Regions from separate parts of the Sus scrofa genome. Here region 2 is linked to region 1. The links are chromatin contacts, called in public Hi-C maps. All regions are on one chromosome and are shown on one strand. The core of a region is the stretch at or near the end of the contact, and the rest is flanking DNA. Distances in the headings are between cores, read along the strand shown.

What was found. A called contact is a pair of places that touch in the nucleus more often than the background predicts.
Region 2: a contact with region 1 is called in a Hi-C map of liver, with 5 times the contacts expected there. The contact joins the promoter of FOXD1 here to the enhancer-like site in region 1. A contact is called at or near these places in 6 of 47 Hi-C or Micro-C datasets (embryonic fibroblasts, fetal heart ventricle, liver and 2 more).

The regions. Positions count from the first base shown.
Region 1 is chr2:82,468,391-82,473,856 of Sscrofa11.1, reverse strand. No RefSeq gene overlaps it. Among named protein-coding and RNA genes, the nearest start is that of TMEM174, 140 kb to the right of the region's middle. Within about 2 kb of position 2,841, at least 12 of the 83 cell types and tissues checked have an H3K27ac peak or open chromatin away from gene starts, as enhancers often do. A contact at or near this core is called in liver and undifferentiated spermatogonia, where this site is marked.
Region 2 is chr2:82,610,023-82,615,188 of Sscrofa11.1, reverse strand. FOXD1 (forkhead box protein D1) reads left to right here and starts at 3,184. Exons shown (of 1, transcript XM_021084439.1): 1 at 3,184-5,166.

The sequences.
Region 1 (5,466 bases), core at 1,592-4,091:
CACTCACACAAAGTCAAGAGCGGAGATATGTTTGTGGGTATCTTTACAAAACCTAATGATGAAAAGCTTGAGTTGCCTGTGACGGGCAAAAGCAAGGTGCTGCTGACCATAGTATGACTTCAGATCATAGCAAAAATGTTGTGAAAGCCAGTTCTCTTAGAAAAAGGATTCAGTTGTGCTGAAATACCGTGAAACAGTGACACTTTAGGCTTGATATATAAATGTCCCTAAATTTTTCAGAAATTGAGGAGGAACTTATTAAGAGGCTGGCATTTGTAGAATTAGCAAACAGTGTCAAGTCACTGCCAGAGAGCACTTCTCAAACGGAGCCTGTAAATGGGAAGTGTTATGCAAGCCTTTCGCTGGAACAATAATCATCACTTCGATCATGATGGAAACGGCTTACCTGGACTTCGCTCACAGAAATATTTGCCTTGGAAATGTGTCAGTTACTAAGTTCTGAAGTATATAGGCCTGAGCTCAGTTTGGATTTGCTCTCTCTCTCCCTCACCCTCACTCTTCGGGAATAAAAACAACTTAGCAGCTTTGGGGGCTATTTATAACAGCCCTAAACTGGAAACAACTCAAATGTCCAGCACTAGATGAGTGGACCAGTCAACAGGTGGTACCTCCGCATGATGGAATCCTACCCAGCAACAGAAAAGAACAAATCACGGAACGCAGCAACACAGATCTCCAAAACACCGTACTGAGAAGACACAAAAAACAGATCCAAAAAAGTACATGTTTCATGATTCAACTTATATGAAATTCTAGAAAAAGCAAAACTAATCTGTTAATGACAGAGGGCAGATCAGTGGTGGCCTGGGGCTGAGGTGGGAAATGGCCAACAAAGGAGCACAAAGGCACTTGTGGGGTGATGGAAATGTTCTGTCTCATGACTGCGGTGATGGTTATGAGGGTGTAAACATTCATCGAAACTCATCAAAAGGTACCCTTAAGATGGGAGCATGTAAGTAATTTTTTTTTTTTTTTTTTTTTTTGCTTTTTAGGGCTGACCCCTCAACACATGGAGGGTCCCAGGTAGGGGTCTAATTGGAGCTACATCTGCCAGCCTACACCACACTACAGCAACGCTGGATCTGAGCCGCACCTGCAACCTACACCACAGCTCACAGCAATGCCAGATCCTTAACCCACTGAGCAAGGCCAGGGATCGAACCTGCAACCTCATGGTTCCTAGTCTGATTCATTCCTGCTGTGGAACTCCTGTTGTGCGTAAATTTACGTCAGCAAAGTTGGTTTTAAAGCAAGGGCTGAAAACAGCATCAACAACAAAAACTTGGCCCTGGAGTGAGTATTTATTTGGATCATTGAAAGTGTCTGTGATCTGAGAGGAAACACACCAAGCTGTTAGTTTTGGTTACTCCCAGGGAGTAGGATTTGTGAAGAGGGATGAGAGGAATGTATCTTGTTTTTGTTTTCATATCGTGCCCTGCTTATAAGTAGGTATTACCTTTGTACTAAGGAGAAGGGAAAAAAAAGACAAAGTCCCAGATAAGATAATGGTACGCTGAGAGAGACCATCCTTGCTCTTTACGTGCTTACTCTTCTGGTAGGGGTATAGCTATGTGTGTGGTTATTGTGTGGTTAAATTAACATCAGGCTGTGGGCTTGCAAGGGGGCAAGTCTCTATAAGACCCCCTGTGTGGAGGCTGAGGGCCCATAATCTGGGTTGGGATGTGTTCATGGCACACAGCTTCCACAGCAGAAAATAATAGCGGACCAGCTACATAGCTGTGGGGAGGGCTGGGGAAGGTTACAGCTTCCCCACAGGGACAAGGGTGCAAATATCTTAGGCTAAGAGGCCTTGGGGCTTCCTAAAGTGCTTCTGATTTTACAGAGATCTTGTGTTCCTGCCTCCCATCCCCAGTGAGTTTTTTGTTTGTTTGTTTTGGTAATTTTTTTTTTTTTTTGTCTTTTTGTCTTTTTGCCTTTTCTAAGGCCGCTCCCACAGCATATAGAGGTTCCCAGGCTAGGGGTCTAATTGGAGCTGTTGCTGCTGGCCTACGCCAGAGCCACAGCAATGTGGGATCCGAGCCGTGTCTTCAACCTACACCACAGCTCACGCCGGATCCTTAACCCACTGAGCAAGGCCAGGGATTGAACCCACAACCTCATGGTTCGGATTCGTTAACCACTAAGCCACGACGGGAACTCCCTGTTTTTGTATTTCTTTAAAAAAAATGTTGGCTTATCTCATCTGGGTTAAGGGGACTAAGAAACTTTTTGCATTGTTTCATTTGTTTTGTCACTGAGTTTGAGAGAAAAGGAGATCTGGGTGCCCTTGATGGCCAGTCTTGGTGGTGGTGGTGATGACCCAAGACATAAGAGTGAAGAAAGAGCCAAGACTGCTTCAACAGACAGCCCCCCCCGCCCAGGCCCCCGCAGCAGTTCTTCCAGGAGTTTCTGTGAAAATTTGGGGCTGGGGGTGAGGAGAGGGGTGCGTGGTTGTAATAATTTATATACCCAATAGAAACCAACGGTGTAAATAATAGCTGTATTGCAACGCGCCTTTCCATCTATGGGCAAGAAGCAAGTTGGGCTGGCCCGGGTTTGCCAGGCCGATTTACAGAAGCCTTTGAACACCGACGCTTGTGGCCCCGCGAAGGCGGGTGACTAACTGACCTGTCTGTGTACGGTCCACTTCGGAAACAGAAACTTCCCCGGTGGCATGAGAAAGAAAACACCAACCTAATCCTGCAAGGGTAACTTTAAACCAAAGCCCAACCGAGAAAGAGAGCGGGAGAGAGACTGCCAGCTGAGCCAGGCCAGAAATAAAAGTCCCATTGTCCCCGCGGAGGCCGCTCCAGGCGCGCGCTCCCGCCCCGCCCCACCCCTCTTGGCTGCTCCGCGCGCTGACATTTCGTGTCCCGGAGAGAGCGCATTCCAGAGGTGGGCAGCCTTTGCCCGAAACTGCAGCTGGAGGAGAAATCACGCAGGAGGCACAGGGGGGTCGGGTACCGGGAAGTTAGGACACGGAAAATCATTAAACACTGATGGAGCCAAATGCATTTCGGCCACAAAACAGGGATGCTGCATCTGGGAAGGTTGGGTCCATGAGAGGAGAGCCAGGGGTGGGTTGAGGAGGAGAGGTGAGAAAGGGGAGCTGTCCCAGCTCAGTGGAAGAGTGGAGGATGGACAGCTTGCTCCAGGGGGGAGTCCAGGTCTTAGAAAGTTTCAGTGGTTGCTGGGGCCCCTGCAGCCGCTGGGAGGGGTCTCCAGGAGACAGGGTGGAGGCGGCAGCTTCCCATCCGAGGCAGGGAGGTTTGGGGCCCATCTACTTAGTAAAGATGCATTGAAAGGATGAAAAGCCCCAAGATAAAAGTTTCATAGTAAAAGAGTGGATAGAGCATCGGCAGAATACGAAGTGGAAAGAGATGGGGTGGCAGTCGGGAGCCATGGATTTTAGTCTGTGACTCCAGCAGTCATCTGCCAGCTCCGACTTGAACATCTATTAGAGCAAAGGGGTTGGGCTCTGCCTCCACCATCCTTTCTCCATCGAGTGTTCTGAGATCCTCTGAGCTTGTGCCTCCTGGATCCAAAGAAAGGGATGGTGTCACCTGCCTTCCCTCCTCTTGTCATCCCATTCTCAGGACTGCCCTCTAGAGCTCTCCGAGGTCTCCCCTAGCTGAGAAATCTCTCCTTTCTGTGACTGAAACCTGCTCACACCGGAAGTCCCAACCCCTTAAACTGGAGGAAGGTGGAGGGGGAGTAGCTTGGAGGGCCTGAGGGTCCTGATTGTTGGGGAGGGAAGATGCTCCCACCATAGTGACAAGGGCCCAAGAGGAGCATGAAGGCATGCTTAGAAGACTTTGTAGCTTCACAGCCTGGGTCCTTCTACCTCAACTTCAACTTGAGGAGGACAAAACGGAAGCTATTCCCAGAATTTACGAAGGGTCTAAAAGTGTGTGTGTGTGTGTGTGTGTGTGTGTGTGTGTGTGGAATGGGCTGCGTTCCCAGAAGACTTCTTCATCTAGGTGTGATTCTGTGCGTGTTAGCAAGCAGCGCCTGGGCTCACATTCAAGCCTGGGTTTTGGCTCTAGCTAGTTCTGTAGCCTTGGCACCTCTCTGGGCCTCAGTTTCCTTATCCGAAAAGCCAGGGCCTGTCAGCCACTCTGAGCTGAGCCCTGAGGTGATGCAAACAGACTACAAGCACTTATTCAAGGTGAGTGATAAATCCATGGGTGGCCCTTTCTACCTGAGCTCAAAGCTGGTTTAAGTGAAAAAGGGTCCTAGAGAAACGCAGAATCTAGGCCCAGGAGGATAGAGAGAAGGGCAGATGCCCAAAATATGATTGCTCACATCCCCCCACCCCACCCTGCAGCCTCTAATTATTAAACAATAAAAAAGCAAGAGGCTAGGTGACATGAACAGTCTTTGCAGACACCCGCTGATGCTGTGAGCACAAGCCATCTTTGTTTGGTGTGCCTTCTCTCCATCTTCTCCTGTTTTTAGATCCTTGTCAGCCTGTAGAGGTGGAACTGGTGGGAACGTGAGCTCACGGCAGCAATATTTAGCCCGTGCCCTTGGTGGAGCCACCCAGAAGCACATTAGGGCAGTCCTTTGCCCTGATGCAAGTCCTTTCTCAGCAGCATGGACAGACAGGGCTGGCTTCACACATGCATGATCTTGGAGGGGCCCCTCACTAGGTTGAATGCTCCACTGTCATCATCTTGAAATTTTTTTTTTTTTTTTTTTTGTTAGGGCCGCACTTAAAGCATATGGAAGTTCCTAGGCTAGGGGTCCAATCGGAGCTACAGCTGCCAGCCTATACCACAGCCACAGCAACATCAGATCTGAGCTGTGTCTTTGACCTATACCACAGGTCACAGCAATGCCAGATCCTTAACCCACTGAGCGAGGCCAGGGATTGAACCCACAACCTCATGGTTCCTAGTTGGATTTGTTTCCGCTGCACCGCAACAGGAACTCCACCTGTGTTTACATTTTGCACTGAGTCTCACAAATTACGGAGCCTGCCAGGGGCAGGAAGCCTTGCCAGTGGGCGATTTCCTGGACTAGGAGCTACTGGGGACAGATCTGGACAGGGTACCCTTGACACAGGTGTCAGTTCCATAGACCAAGGGGCAAGAGATCCACGGGGTGTGTGGATATGGCTAAATATATGGGTGTATAAGCACACAACAGTGAAAATACACATGTAACCCTTAGGTAAGGGAGGGATATTTTTAAATGAAAAACACAAACAAATTCATATATCCAATATGAGTAGCTACACATGTGTGTGTATAAATATATAAGTATATACATATTTTTATCTACACACATACACAAATGCACACACAGAAAAACCTTAAAATAGCTAGAGGGATTTTGAGCAATTTAATATCAATAATGAATCAAATGTGGAGTTCCCATCGTGCCTCAGTGGTTAACGAATCCAACTAGGAACCATGAGGTTGTAGGTTCCATCCCTCGCCT
Region 2 (5,166 bases), core at 1,935-4,434, 140 kb before region 1:
AGCCTTGGTTTCATCCTGAACATCAGGCTAAAAAGTGTGTGTGTGTGAGAGAGAGAGAGAGAGAGAGAAAGAGAGGGCAGAGAGAGAAAGATACTGTACACATTTTAAGCACACAGAAAAAAATCAGTTGAAGACAAGGCTTTCTCATGGTCTTGTAAGGATTCTTTTCATTCTCAGTTTGTTCTGTAGAGAACTGCACCCCTAGATTCCTTTTAAAAAGCCCCATTCTGTGATTTGTCCAGACCAGGAAGCCCCTGGATAAACTACAAATGAAAAATTAATAAATGAACCCTTTCTGGATGTGGAAATATTGGGGGTTTATTCAATTCTTATTTAAGAAATAAAAATACTAAGTATATTTCCAGGAAATTAATATATTAATCAGTGTCGATAAACACAGCCACAAACATGTACTCTTGAGGGTCTTGTATTAAAAGCCACTCGGAAGTGGAGAAGCTCTTTCCAGAATGGTGCTGTATATATTTTACAGTTAAATTCACAATTAAAAAAACCTTTCAACTTTGAGTTTTGGGGCAACAAATTTAAATGTGTGCCACTGTAAACTGCTGAGATCCAGAGCTAAATAAGTCTGTGTTGGTGTGTGTTGGGGCAGGAGGGCTAGTTTAGGTTAACTGTGGTAATGAAAATTCCTGAGTCAGTGTAAATAATTTTCCTGTTATAAAACACAGATTTAGACCTTTGCTGACATTCTGAATTCTTAAGAATTTCTGAATCCTACTCAGCCATGTAGTACTTGTTTAAGGAGCTCTTGTGCAAGCACAGACTGCCTAGTAAGTCTCAGGAGGCCACTAAAATATCTTCTTCACAAAGGAATCTCACCTCCCAACTGCACTGCCTGATGATGAACCATTTGAAGCTGGATTATGGCATTTTATCAACAGAATGCTTGGCTTAAAATGCTTCTACTCTAGGGAGAGCTACCAACCACTGCCAGCCAGGAATACCTTGCCTTGAACTTATTTTCAGACTACCTACCTGGTCCTGAATAAATAATTTGGGAGGGAGGGGAGTGGAAAGAGCCTGGCCCTTGAAATCCTGTGTTGGAGAGGCTGCTAGAACGGAGACAGGAGGATGGACGTTTTCTGCTCTGCCTCCATAATGGCTAGCAGCAACTCTCAGAGCCTTATTCCTCAGCCATCATGGGGAGGTACCCACTTGACCGGTTTTTGTGACCTTGAAATTAGCTTAGTGGCACATTCGAACCAACACTCAGGGCAGGTAATATTACAGCACAGGGGAATGCTGAAGTTGAGGGCCTGGACAGCCAGAGAAACATTTTAAAGTCATCTTGGGCCCGCAAGGATATAGGACAGGTAAGAAGGCATAAAAAGGATGTAAAAGGTGTGGGGGGAGGTTGATAACAATTTTGTCAGGAGCTAATTCCAAATCTTAACTCCCACTGCCCCCCCCCAAGATAATGTGCAGAGCCTGTCTGAAAGTCTCAAAATTGTGTGCACGTTAAGGTTACAAATCCAGAAGGAGAAGGGCACAGCTAGAAGACAATGAGGGTCCTTTGAGGATTTCTGGGATGGAAAAGATGTAGGAAAAAGAACAAACATATCTTGATGCAGTGCCTGCTGCATGCAGTGTTACAAAGAACTAGGTGAATGAAGATTCAAGAACCAACAAAAGGAGACAACTCAAATGTCCACTGAATGATGACTGAATACACAAAATGTGGTATACATAATAGATAACAGAATTATTCAGCCTGAGGAATGAAATTCTGATACATGCTACAACATAGATGAAACTTGGAAACTTTATATTAACTAAGTGAAATATGCCAGACACAAAGGGTAAATATTGAAAAACCCATTTATATGAGGTAGCTAGAATAGTTCATAGAGACAAAGCAGAATAATGGTTGCCAAGATTCTGCCAGGAGGAAGTGTCCTATACTGAGTTTCAGTTTGGGATGATGGAATAATTTTGGTGATGTACTTACTTACTGCCCCTGAACTGTACACTTAAAATGGCAAGTTTTATGTTACTTATATTTTAACATGCACACACTGAAAAACAAAAAACAACGAAAGAGCTCTTTTTGGCCTTCAGACGCTAGAGTTTAGGAAAGAAGGGAAGGTATCTACTACATAGAGAAGATCAGCGCAGGATGAAAGAATGGAGCCCAAGACAGGCAGAGACCCCGAGGCAACGCGCATTTTTTGGCTGGGGACTCACAAAGCATTTCACACTGGGCATAATAATTATCTATTTACCTGGCTTCCCCTTGAGACGTGAGTCACATCAGGAACTCGCGTTTCATTCTTACTCTCTCCAGAAGCCAGAGTGCCAGGCACAAAGTAGTATCTCAGTACAGGCGATTAGAATGACTCTTGGAGGAAGGACGCAGCCACAAGTGTCCGCCAAGTTTGGAAACGCATTCACCTTTTCGTTCACGAGTAAATGCCTGGGAGGCACTAGGGGCCAGAGGGAGTAGTCCAGGTTCCCGCCCTGAGAGTTTATGCCCCCAGGTCTCTGCCCCCCGAAGGAAGCCCCTGGACCATGCGGAGCTCGCGGTGCTGGGTCCGAGGGCAAAGGGCTGAGGCTGTGCCTCCTGAGGGTCCTCGCGGTCTCATCTGCTCCAGGATTCGGATAACCCAGGGAGGGCTCTCGGAGGGCCCAAACCGCCGCGGGAAAGACTCCGAAACCTGCAGCACAGGGAAACGCCTCCGTGCGCGTCCAGTGGCCCCAGAGAAGGCGACGTAGGGCCTCGAGAAAGAAGGAGCCTTGCCACGGGAAGCCCAGGGAGTGGGAAGAACGCGAGCTCACCGGCCACACTCGCAAAACGCCCGCTGCTTCCCAAGCTTCGGCTCGGGGCCAGCCCTGCGCCAGCTCCGCGCCGCGCCGCCACCAGGAGGCGGCCTCCCCCGCGCGGGCACCACCCTGCCTGCCGGAGCTCCGCAGCTTTCCGCGTCCGCGCGAGCGCCGCGCGCCGGAGGCGGGTCGCCGTGTAGTCCCCCCGGCCGGGTCACGGAAAATTCTCGATCTTGTCCCAGCTTGCGGGGAGGTGGTGGTGGCGGTGGCAGTGGCGGTGGCGTGTGTGTGTGTGTGTGTGTGTGTGTGTGTGTGTGTGTGTGTGTGTGTGTGTGTATGTGTGTGTGTGGACTTCTCAGGGGAGGCCGAGAGCTGGGAGGCCATTAGGGCGGGAAGCCCACGGGTAGGGGACAAGGGAGGCGAAAAGAGAACGCGCGGGAAATGAAATTCTTGCGTTTCCGCGCTCCAAGAATTTCGCGAGCGCTGAGCTGAAAGTGGCCTACGTGTAACTTAACTAAAGCAAACAAAGCAAGTGGCATGCCGAATGTGAGGCTTTACGGTAAAGCTCGCTCAAATCTCTCTTCACGCTCTCTGTCCCTGCTGCGCTTCTCCTGTGTTGATCTTCCGTTCTGACCTTCAGTAAATCCTAACGCGTTTCCCTGAGTGGCCAGAAGATAATTTGCCACGTTTTTCAAAGGTTTCCAGGGAAGGCTCTTAACCCTTTGGGGAAGGCCTTTGGGCAAAGTTACAAATGGAACGCAAAGGCAATCTCCGCGCCCTTCTTGGTCAGACAAGTTCATGGCAGTGGAACAGAACAGAATGACGGCTGTAACTGATCATCCAAAGTAACTAATGGTCTGCGAACAAATTCTTGCTCTCCCTTCCTCCCCGTTTCAACTTTAAATACTTCGCCGCACACCAACGCTCAGTGCAGTGAAAATCGTGGTGTTTATTTAGATATCGACTGAGTACTTAAAAAACTTAAACTTTCAAATGTTAAAGTGAACTCCTTGGTAAGGACTCCTGGCTACATCAACAAAGCAATGTAATGCCTGATTAATAGTGCTGATTAATGTTGGCCAGGTTAATGCTGAGCCCATTACAATAATTAAATTGTTCAGCCATATATCAAAGGAGAGTTAATGAAAAAATAATTTATTTAGGACTTTGAGGCATTCTCATGATCTTTCAAAGATCTATGATGGACGGTATGGGTCATTTGTAACTGTAACTGGTTGATAGCTGTCTTCAACAACAAAAACTTGATTTAAAAAGAAGCTCTTGGATGGGGAATCAGTTTATTTTTGAGGCTCTGTAATTGATAAGGAGAGTGATGAAACGTTCACAACCTGAAAAGTGCTTGGTCCATAAAATCATATACACAGGGGGCAGCCGATGATTGTTTCTGCATAAAGTCATTGATTTTTGATTCTCAGTTTTTGTCAAGGGGTCATTTTAATAAGAAAGGTAAAATTTTGAGGCAAGGTCCCCACTTTGAAATAAAAGTGTTTTAGGAAAAAAACCCAAAAGTTATGGCTATGTGAGTATGAATTCCACAAGCTATTTTTCCACTAGCCAAAATAAAAATGAGTTGGTGATAGATTGTTGTCCTTAAAATACTATTGTATTTGAATTTATTTCCACTACCTTGTCACCTGAAAAGGAAAACTGAGTTGAACAGAACTTGAATCTTATTTTTAAAAATTATTTCGTTTCTTCTCACCAGTACCTTTTGGAAATATCTAAAGTATGGATTAAAAAACATTTTTTAAAAGCTGGTGTGAAAGTTTTTATTTATCATTGTTGTTTCTATTAGTAAGCCTGGCTAAGTAGAGATAAGTGTATATGTTTAGTAATTTAAGTATTTTGAGATTACTGTGGATGGTTGTTTAGAATCATCTTCTGATAACTATGGGATTTCTTACCCTATTATGAAAGAACTTTTGTGCGTGGTTTCTAGATATATTTTTTGGTGCACATTTGGGTTTTCACTAAAAATTTCTATTTCTTCTCTGCATCCAATAATTACTTTCTTCATTCCCATGAAATTTGTCAGATCCTCTCATTAGAGTGGCTTAGTCTAGCTGTCAAGTTTCTAGGGCATTCAATTGCAGATAAGTGACTAAAACACCAGCTAAAGAGCATTTTTTCTTAACAGATGGTGGAAAACAAACGTCTTTTGGAGAAGAACCGAAGGGGATAGGTTAAAAGGTCAATAAACAATTATTTTTGTGCTGAAACGGGGGGGGGGCTTTCTGGTCACATTCGGTGGGGAGCCGCTCGCCCAATCTGGGGGATATGGAACAATCCAACAGACCTCAAGGCTGTTGCCCAGGGACCACCTCAGACGGTGGTGGTGGTGGGGGGTTATCTCCCCTCTGGACG